Regions from separate parts of the Mus musculus genome. Here all the other regions are linked to region 1. The links are chromatin contacts, called in public HiChIP or PLAC-seq and promoter capture Hi-C maps. All regions are on one chromosome and are shown on one strand. The core of a region is the stretch at or near the end of the contact, and the rest is flanking DNA. Distances in the headings are between cores, read along the strand shown. Region 1 holds the start of F630040K05Rik (RIKEN cDNA F630040K05 gene). Region 2 holds the start of Dnph1 (2'-deoxynucleoside 5'-phosphate N-hydrolase 1). Region 3 holds the start of Rrp36 (ribosomal RNA processing 36 homolog (S. cerevisiae)).

Region 1 (3,450 bases), core at 805-3,304:
GCTAATTGGACAAAGGTTTGATGAGATACAAAATGAGAAAATGCATAGGTGTTTTGGAGCTCTCTCCCAGCATGCCTGTACGGAGCATACGTGTCTTTGTGACAACCTGATTGCTGCAGGCGTGGGGGGGGGAGGGGCAGCTTAGCCCCTCTCAGGATGGCCACCACTCAGGATGGCCCACCTTTTCTGTCCCAGCCGAGGGAGGGAGAAACCTCAGGCCACAGGTGGGAAGGGGGAGCCGGGTTGCGTCTTGGGATAGGGAGTGGGGGCTGGTGGGTGGGGTGGAACCGGCATGACCTGGACAAAGCTGGTTCTTATCCTACATTCTAAATGCTGAATGGGTGAGCTCATCTCTGCTACTTCAGGTGACACAGAACAGGGACACTATGTCCTAGATGAAATCAGATTTCATGGGCTTTAGACGGTTCTATTTCATTTTAAACATTAAACAGTTGGATACCCCAGCTCCTCACATGGAACACGCTGGAAGCCCTCTCTTAACTACATACATGAAGGACCAGGACAGAAACCAGCTCTAATACAGTCTGGGAGAGCAAGCTATCCTCACAGGTTTCAATTTCCTCCTGAGTATGACCAGGTCACTGAATTCCCACTGTCTGGCCAGGGCAAGTCCTTCTGCAGAGCCAGCACTTGAGGACTTCCAAAAGGACCTGTAGGAAAGAGGGGGTGGGAGGTCACATGTGCTGTTCATAAGGGAGCACACCCTCTTTGGGCTCACTTCCGCGAGACAGGACTCTCTCCCCCAACCCTGGACAAATGGCTTGTGAAGGATCTGTGTGCCATCGAGAGTGGCTGCCAGGATGGTGGCTATGACGGCTGGCCCAGTTGTGGGTGCCTTTGTGCGCTGTGACTGGGTGTCTGTGTCTGGAGTCACTGAGCGCTTGTTCTGTGGGGTAAGGGGTGTGGGGGTGGGGGCACGGCCTGTAGCAGGGAGGTACGTGAGGCTGGGCACGAACTGCCTCACCCACCAGGTCTACTCTTGCCAGGTACAACCAGCTGCTTCGGACCAATGCCTACCGCCTCCTCCCTTCCCTGGGCACGGCCAGGCCGGGGGGCAAATGACTTGGCGGGCACCTCCCTCACTTGGACCCACTGGGGTTAGAGCCAGCTCACCTGGGGCGCAGGCAGGGTTCCTTGCTGGTGGGTGCTCTGCCAACCGCCCCCCTTTCCGGGACTCCCAGTGGGTAGACTGGGGAGGGGGGCACTGGCCGAAAGACAGGCCCCCTTCTGTCCCACTCTGTAGATGGGTCGAACTGGGCACAGTATGCCTGATGGATAGAGAGGACAGTTCTCTGTTGAGGGCCCAGGAAATGATTTCCATGTAAATGAGATGCAAACTCCTTAATGAGTTTGCAATTAGGAGTCCAAGCCTGCCAGGCCTGGGCAATGCCTTTGGGTTTTATGAATGGGCCGGGGCCCGGAGGGGGGAGGCGGCGCGCCGGTCCGCCCCCACAGCTCCCTGTCTCCGGGCCCGCGACATGCCGCGCCGCACGTTGCTGCCTCCCGGCCCGCCGCAACTTGGCCGATCGCCAGCGGGTCAGCTGCTCCGGACCGCGCGGGAGGCTGTCGGCCAGAGTCCCCGCCACGCTGCCTGCCCGCGTCGCGTTGTGGCCGAGGACACACCCCCTGGGGCCTGGTTAGGGCTCTGTCCTCCGGCGCCCCTTTCCCCGTTATGGGAATGGCTTCTCGCTGCCGAAATAGCGAAGCTAGCCTTTGGGCTGGGAGCGCACTGGCTCCTAACTTGTAGGGCTGTACGTGCGTGACCTTGGGCAGGGTGCAAACAGAGGTGACAGAGAGGAACCAGTTCTCACCCTAGAGTTCCTGCATCTCTCTAGCTCCCTTCTTTGGTTTTCTCCTGGCTTGCTCTCAAAGGTGATTCCCACCAAACCCAGGGCACCTGCTTTGTTGTATACAAAGCTGCCCCCTGTCTGTTCCGGGCCTGGGTTTGCCTTGGGGTTGAAAAGAAAGGCCTTCTAAGTGAGTGCGTGTGCAGGGGAGAGTTATGGTCCCCCAAGACTCACCAGATTGACAGTGTAGAGTCTTCTTTCCCCAAAGCTTCCTCCCCTCCCCCACTGCTTTCAGAGTAGATTAACTAATTACTTCCAATTAAAGCCGGTAGATCTCTGTACCTCCTGGGCTTCAACACTGCCCCTAGGAGTCTCCCTAGGCTGCCTGGGTCTGAAAGGGACCTGGCCACTTAGGGGGATCAGTGAATCAGTTAAGTAATGCAGGGGGCCACAAAGGAAGCCCACTGGGTCATGTGCTTGACGGGGAGGGCTGCAGACAAGCCTGGCCCTCTGGCTGCAGCATGGAAGTGTGGCCCTGCTTCAGGCCCTAATGGGCCCGGGAAGGTCAGGAGCTGCCGTCTTTGGAGGTAAGTCAGCCGGGTGAAGGTCCTGTGCAGATGCCCAGGGCTAGAGAAGCAACCACCAGAGGATAATCCAGAAGCCACCAGTCCTTGGGGACACTCGTAGCCTCCCTCACCCAGGATGTCCCTCCTCTGCCTTCCAAGTGCTCCACCCTTCACTGGTCTCAGCACTAGCCCAGCCCAGTCCATCCCAGGCCCCACCCTGACCCCACGTGTGGGACGTGAGGGGAAGGATACCTGGCATCAGAGGTAGGGCGATGGGTTGTGACCTAAGTCTCACCTCTGGACAAGCTGGCCTGTCTTGGTCAGGCAAGCTCATGCCAAGATGTGACTCAGGGCCAGGGCCTAATTCTATCTTGAGTTCTGCTGTAGCAGGGATCTGGGCTTGGATCTCTGTGTGTATGTTTCTGGCTTGAGGTGCCCTCTCTCTCTCAGCTCTTAGGTTCTAGGGTTCTGGCTATAGCTGCACCTTCTAGCACGTTGCCCTGGTAGGAGGTGGCAGGAAAGGCTTTCTGGCAGGAATAAGAGTTTCAGGGGCAGAGGGCAACTGAGCTATTCAGGGCAGGAAGTGCCACTTCTGGGGTGTTAAAAGTCTGTTTGCCAGCTTGCTTAACCCCTAGGTCCATATAAAGCGGGTCACAACTTCCTCACATCTAGGGTTGCTTCTTTATGTATGCTCAGGTCAGTGACAGGGCAGCTTAACGTTTTTACTTGTTTCTCTGTCCCTTGTCCCCCTTCTCAGACCTTCCCAAAGATCTGTAGGACTCTGTTCTTTCCTGCATTTCTTTCTGGCCAGCAGAGGGCGCTGCCCAAGGACTGAGGCCACCAGGGAGGTGGGTAGAGAATCCTTCCTTGTGTAGGGCTAGTAAGTCCGGTCTCCCTGGCCTGTCCTCCCCACCCCCCCAGCTGCCCCCCAGGAAGTTTGCCTTTCTTTTTGATGATTTAGACTTAACCTGTCAGAGGGTTCGAAGTTAGACAACAGGATGAACCCAGGTGGCTTTGGGCAGGAAAAAGAGCTTGAGGGACAGAGATGCCTCTCCCAACATCTTAAATGGGGAAGG
Region 2 (3,442 bases), core at 579-3,078, 760 kb after region 1:
GTGCGGTGCCCAGTGGATGACGGCAGAAAGCATCCCCTTTTCTGTAACCTATCAATAGGAAATAGTTTAGCAGTGAGGATGAGGGTGGTGGCCTCTGTGCATGCATGCATGCATGCATCCAGGCGTGGCTGTGGAGAGTTTTGTTCTTCTGTAGACCCAGGGTGTCCATCCTAAGACCAGTGCTGGTGGCAGCGGCAATGGCCATGTCCTTGATAGAATAATGCATTTCACAGCTCTTCTGTAACTTGTGGGCCACTGGCCCCCCCTGGTTTTATCCTAACTAAGGTGGGGTCACTGAGGGGCTCTCCATCTCCTCAGAGTGGCTAGCAGACTGTGGTAGGAAGAGCTGGAATGGGGAGATCTGGGGAGGGGCAGGGCCAGAGCGGTGGCCATGGAAATGGTGGGGAGTCAGGCTCTAGAAAGTGTAACCGTCTTGCCCGATTCCATATCTCTGTACCCATCAATTAGAGCATTCCTTAGCCCTCGTCAGAAGAGCTTCTTTTTGCAGATTAATAGGGTCTCTCGGAGACTGTAGAGTGTTTGAATGTAAATGGGCCATCTCCATGGAAGAGTGGGTTGAAAGACAGAGGGACTGCCATGAAAACATTGTTTCTGGACATGACAGTGGGGTTACACACATAACTCATAGAAGCTATGACTGCCCGTGCACGATCAGGCTGGTCCAAACCCTACCCTGTGTGGAGAAGGGCCCCATGCCAATAGCTGAAGCGTTGCTGACAGCTAACAGCTGGTGAGGCAGGCACGACCCTGAGAGGCTGCCTGTACTTGTTCCAGTAGATGGTTCCACACCGGTGCACACATAGGTAGCACTAATGGGCTCAGTGGGTAGGGAGGGAAGCTGTAGAGATGGTTCAGTGGTTAACAGCACTGGCCACTCTCCAGAGGACCCAGGTTGGATTGTCAGCACCTGCATGGTGGCTCACTGTGTCTGTAACTCCAGTTTCAGGTTAGCTCATTGTGCTCTTTTGGCTTCTTGGGGCATCAGGCATGCACATGATGTAGAGATATAAACTCAGGCAAACCACCTGTCTTAGTTAGGCTTTTACTGCTGTGCACAGACACCATGACCAAGGCAAGTCTTATAAAAAACAACATTTAATTGGGTCTGGCTTACAGGTTCAGAGGTTCAGTCCATTATCATCAAGGTGAGAGCATGGCAGTATCCAGGCAGGCATGGCACAGGCATTGCTGAGAGTTCTACATCTTCATCCAAAGGCTGCTAGTGGAAGACTGAGTTCCAGGCAACTAGGGTGAGGATCTTATGCCCACACCCACAGTGACACACCTATTCCAACCAGGTCACACCTATTTGAACAAGGCCACACCTCCAAATGGTGCCACTCCCTGGCCCAAGGATAAACAAACCATCACAACACCTATACACATAAAATAATAAAATAATCAAAGATAATAATTATTTTAAATAATAAATAAAAATGAAGTTGGTGTAGGGGATAGAAGATGGATTGGAGGGGAGAGAGAGACTGGGTTAGATTTGATTAAAACACTACATACATGTATGAATAATAAAATATTTTTAAAATAAGTTAACAATCTTTTTTAAATTTTGGAAAGATTAATGAGAGCCAATCACAGTTGCCTATGGATCCCGTACAGAGTTTGAGAGCACTGAGATCCGTACAGAACTACTTGAATAGCTAGGAGCTGGGGAGGGGCAGGTCACGGGGAGGAGTCAGAACTAATGAGCGGGTTGGCTCGGGAAGAGCCTATCCGGGAAGAGAGCGAGCTTGAAGAAGGTCCCCTTACCTCTGGGAGTCGCTTTCCCAGGTCACGTGGTAGCGGCGGCAGCGGTTGCCCGCGCGCGGCGATGGCGGCATCCGGGGAGCTGGTTCCATGCTCTGTGTACTTCTGCGGGAGCATCCGCGGCGGGCGGGAAGACCAAGCTCTGTATTCGCGGATCGTATCCCGGCTGCGGCGCTATGGGAAGGTGCTCACTGAGCACGTGGCTGATGCTGAGTTGGAGCCGCGTGGTGAGGCGACGCGGGCTGGAGACTCGCAGGCTGGGGACCTGTAGGCTAAGGGGACCGGCTGACTAGGGACTTGCCGGATAGGAGACCCACTGGCTAGTAGACATTCAACCTGGGGAACCCGCAGCTCATGTGACCCGCAGGCTAGACCGGAGGCTAGGGGATCTGCAGACTAGGACCTCGTAATGGTTAGGGGACCGGCTGGCTATGGAAGGTCCTGGATTATATGTGTACGTTCCATGCGCAGGTCAAGTGTCCCTGTCCAGCACACTGGAAGCAAGTGACAGCCCAGACCCAGCTTTGGGCTAGCAAGGCTTTGATAAGCTGGTCTGGATAAGCACTCCTCCAGTAGGAAAGTTGTACCTAGAACTCTTGTATTTCTGCTCCAAAAACTTTTAAGTAGATCTCCCTTGCCCCATGCAAGAACAAACTCCTAAGCTGTGGACTCTAAAGCAATTCTGGGAGAATCTTTTAAAAGACAAAGAATCAATCGTAGGCAAAAAATGCCAGGGGATTGGAAAGAACCTGTTTGTGCTTATGCTTGGCTAGCGCATGGTGTGTTTTGTTGATAGTTCTCCACCTTCAGCGCCAATGTCAGCACTCTGGAGGCAGAGGGTAGGATGAGTTCCAGGCCAACCTGGGCTACAGAGTTAACCCCTGTCTCAAAGAAATGAGACAAAACAGTCTACAGAGTGTGATAGCCTGGAGAAAACCTTTGAATCTGGGTTTTCTCCCCTAGTCACTTTTCTTGCTTTTTCTTTTTCTTTTCTTTATTTTGGAAACAGGCTGTCATAAACGCACAGTGACGTCAGACTTGTAGCCAAGGATGGCCTTAGAACTCGCCATCCTCCTGCCTTCACCGCCCAAGTGCTAGAACTACAGGCACCTGCTGCTACACACAACTTGTTAGTTTGTTTTTTGAGACAGGGTCTCTCTACATATCCCTGGCCATCATGGTACTTACAGTGTAGACCAGGCTGTGTTGGAACTCACAGATTTCCCCAGCCTCTGCTCCCGGGGCTGGGATTAGTGCTATGAGCCATGATCCTCAGGCTCACAAAAGAAGTTTTAGACAGTGTGGTTCTGCTCTGCCACCTGCAGAGCCTTACCGTCCTAAACAGCAGAGTTGATTCAAACTGGAAACTGTGATCCTGGCTCTCTGACCCCAGACACGCCCCTTGGATTCCGGGTGAGTCAGACCTTTTCCCCACACGCACCCAGCCCCACCCACACGTGCCTCCGTGAACAGGATTGCATTTTTCTTGTGGCTGTTTTGTTCTTCATCCCTTTAACAGACTCCTCTCCTGAACTGGCTTTTGAAGGTGCTGGGGCAAGGGTTCCCTCTCTCTGCCCCTCTCTGAGCAGGGTAGATTTGAGAAGCAGCGAGAACATAGAAGTTACTAGGTACTGAGTTGGGGTAGGGACCATCTCTG
Region 3 (2,969 bases), core at 410-2,909, 940 kb after region 1:
GGGGAAGTTTTAACTCTGTGGGCAGGCTTTGGTCCTCACCGGTGCTTATCGGCGACACACACGGGTTGTTGGGGGCTTCGCGTTCTAGTGCTGTTTCCAGCTACCAATTGTTTGTGTGCCTTGGGTCTCCCTTGGCCCTGTAATCTCAACAGCTCCTCAAATGACATGTCAGATGTGTCTGCTGCAGGAAAAGGTCACACAACTCCGGTCAGTACCTCCCCACTGCAGGAAAAGTCTTCATCGGGCTAGGTTCAGAATATGAAAAGAACGCCCTGCCAGGCTGGACCACCTAAGTTAGAGCCTGGAGTCACATGGTGTAGGGAGGGGACAGACTGACCAAAGCTGTCTTCTGAGCTCCACGTCCACTTTGTAAGACACACACATGTACGTATACTTGCACAAGCGCGCGCGCGCGCGCGCACACACACACACACACACACACACACACACACACACACACATCAGATACATAGCAAAGACCATCCTTACTTGCTAGGCAGCACTGGTCGCCAAGGTGCTACTCTGTAATGTTGCTAGACAGGATCTGTGTAGCCTTGGCTGTCCTGGAACTTCCTCTGTAGATCAGGCTGGCCTCAAACTCAGAGCTCTGCCTGCCTCTGCCTCTAGAGCTCTGAGATTAAAAAGGCATGTGCCACCACCTCCTGGCCAGAACCTATTTATTTTTGCATAGTAAAAAAGAGTCTGATTTATCCCTCCCTGTGCTAATTTTCATGGTATTCTGAACTCAAAGCTCTCCAGTGGCTTCCATCTCCCTCAGCTTGGAAGTCACTGTGTCAAAGGGTCTCAACCTGAGTCTCAACTCCTTTGGGGAAGGTGTCCAAAGCCCCTTTCACAGGGGTTGCCTACGACCATCAGAAAACATATTTATATTACTATTCATAACAGTAGCAAAAATCACAGTTATGAAGTTGCAACAAAATAACTTTATGGTTGGGGTCACCAGTGTCACAGCATTAGGAAAGTCGAGAATCACTGGAATATGTAGACCAAGCTGGTTTGGAGTGCACAGGAATCTGGCTGCCTCTGCCTCCCGAGTGCTGGTCAGGCGTGTACTAACCCGCCTGGCTAAATACCCTTTTCTAGAGGTTAAGTGGACCGACAACGAACTTTTTGCTTTGCTGTTTGGTTATTCTTTATTTCCAAGTGCACGCATACAGTTTAGTTAGTCGCATCCCGCCCTACTAGACTTAGGAAGAACCCAAATCCTCCCTTTAAGAATATGCCCAGGCCTGGCCCGGAGACTTAAGACCTATAAACCCAGCACTTGGTAATAAGGCAGGGCGGCCAAGAGTTCGAAACTGGCCTGGGCCACATTATGAGACATCCCCGCCCTCCGTACCCCGCCCACCGCCATGTTCCAAACCAAACCAAACCAAACCACGAAACTTCTCCCAAAGTCGTAAAGCGGGAAGCACCCGCTCCTCTCGGCCTCCATTGAACCGCGGCACTCGGGCGGCTTCTGTTCCCGCAGCCAAACGCCTCCCGCTCACCCCAGCCTTAGGTCCTCACCCTTCAGCCGGTCGCCAGTCACCTCCCCGCCCTCCATAGCACGGTGAGGACCTTCGGCCTCAGCCCTAGCCCTAGAACCAGCCTTCCGCATGTCTTCCGTAGTCCGGGCTGAAAACTTGCACGACTTCCGCTCACGACGAGGTCCCACGTCCCACCCTTTCCGGAAGCCTGAGCCAATGTGCTGAGGGTTCTGCCAGAAGCACCGCCCCGCAGCCGTAGAACTTCACGTCTGCGGAGAGGCTGCCAGGCTCAGTGGCATCGGATTTCTTCAGATGCTTGGCCCTGAAGCCAGAACCGCAAGGGTGGCCCCTTTGCCTCCACCCCTCTATCGTAGTCGCCAGAAATAGGACACGTTTGGAGGTTTTAGGTTTTATAAAGTCAGAGCTGCCTGAGCTTCAGGGGTACAGCAACAGCTCAAGGAAGGGTGAAGCTGTCTGTTGGTCCCCACCACCGCGGGTTGGGGAGGGGGTTTCATGCCAACAGCCGAGGCTCCTCTCAGCTCCCGGGCGATGCTCAAGCAGGGAGAGGGTGGTCATGGGGAGAGGGAGGCTCCTGAGGCTCCAACACTGCTGGCTTCTCCCACTCCTGTCCCTTTCCAGCACACACAGCCTGGCTACCCAGCCAGACTGGGGCAGAGCAAAGGCCCAGGAGCGGTGGAGGGAGGTGGATGGGGACAGAGCACCAAGGGAAGGGGCCCTCGGCCCAAGGAGGGAGGGAAATGCCCTCCCCCAAAAAACTCCCCACTGAATTCACAGCACAGAAAACACCTCTAGTCCATCAACTCCACGTGGAGGTATACCGAGTCCAGGGTCCAAAGGGGCAGGCGGGTGAGAAGGGCAGGGGCAATGAAGACAAGAGAGGGCTCAGTAGGGGAGGCAGCATAAACTTCCTAGCCATGGGAGGAGACAATGGGGCGGCTGATATTGCTGTTGGTGGTCATGGCGTTGAGCTCCCACCTGGAAAGGTGAACAATGGGCAGAGAAGACCGGAAGAGGTGGTCTCTATGACAACAAAGCTATGACACAGCACCCTCCAAACTCCCACAGAGGGGTTAATCACCAGACCCCACCTACCACTACAACTCCCACCTCCTCCTACTCAACCACCTCCAGGTTCTCTGGGATTTCCTGTTTATGTTTATACAGACTTCTGAGCCTAAGCATCTGGCTCAGGTGTACCCATTTTAGTAAACACCCCAGGTACCTCTCCTGCTCTGCAGTCTGCAGCCAGCCAGGCAGCACTTCCCCCTCATCCTTACCAGAGCGTCAATCCCTTGTTGCCAATTTCCCTTATTTTAAGGCCCTGATTCAGACCTCCTGTTCTCCCTAAACTTTGGGACCTAAAGATTTTCCCATCCACCCCACCAACTTAAAAGTATGCTTCCCACACCACTTTCATTTTACAAAGACTTAAGTCTTCCTTATACAAGACTCTAAGCC

Evidence for each region. Promoter capture Hi-C pulls out the DNA fragments that hold promoters and counts their contacts. HiChIP or PLAC-seq counts read pairs in DNA pulled down with a chosen protein or histone mark.
Region 2: a FOXA1 HiChIP or PLAC-seq map of pancreatic cancer cells shows a contact between it and region 1. The contact joins the promoter of Dnph1 here to the promoter of F630040K05Rik in region 1. A contact is called at or near these places in 9 of 39 promoter capture datasets (the C10 cell line, the HPC-7 cell line, the SN4741 cell line and 5 more), 1 of 15 datasets of contacts at CTCF or cohesin (pro-B cells), 3 of 484 Hi-C or Micro-C datasets (the G1E-ER4 cell line, embryonic stem cells and reprogramming fibroblasts), 9 of 115 datasets of contacts at active chromatin or transcription factors (the 230-238 cell line, T-cell acute lymphoblastic leukemia, astrocytes and 5 more) and 2 of 9 other capture datasets (embryonic stem cells and liver).
Region 3: a contact with region 1 is called in a promoter capture Hi-C map of pre-B cells, with 10 times the contacts expected there. The contact joins the promoter of Rrp36 here to the promoter of F630040K05Rik in region 1. A contact is called at or near these places in 2 of 39 promoter capture datasets (hippocampal neurons and pre-B cells) and 4 of 115 datasets of contacts at active chromatin or transcription factors (embryonic stem cells, large pre-B cells, pancreatic cancer cells and 1 more).

Annotation. Positions count from the first base shown.
Region 1 is chr17:45,732,452-45,735,901 of GRCm38.p6, forward strand. F630040K05Rik (RIKEN cDNA F630040K05 gene) reads left to right here and starts at 2,055. Exons shown (of 5, transcript NR_152153.1): 1 at 2,055-2,395. 1600014C23Rik (RIKEN cDNA 1600014C23 gene) reads right to left here and starts at 1,393. Exons shown (of 2, transcript NM_028164.1): 1 at 1,135-1,393; 2 at 413-671. The coding sequence starts at 1,342. The coding sequence ends at 574.
Region 2 is chr17:46,494,961-46,498,402 of GRCm38.p6, forward strand. It overlaps Dnph1 (2'-deoxynucleoside 5'-phosphate N-hydrolase 1), which reads left to right and starts at 1,829. Exons shown (of 4, transcript NM_207161.3): 1 at 1,829-2,012. The coding sequence starts at 1,850.
Region 3 is chr17:46,672,667-46,675,635 of GRCm38.p6, forward strand. It overlaps Rrp36 (ribosomal RNA processing 36 homolog (S. cerevisiae)), which reads right to left and starts at 1,660. Exons shown (of 7, transcript NM_144857.2): 1 at 1,531-1,660; 2 at 40-181. The coding sequence starts at 1,621. Klhdc3 (kelch domain containing 3) reads right to left here. Exons shown (of 12, transcript NM_027910.3): 12 at 1,884-2,486. The coding sequence ends at 2,420.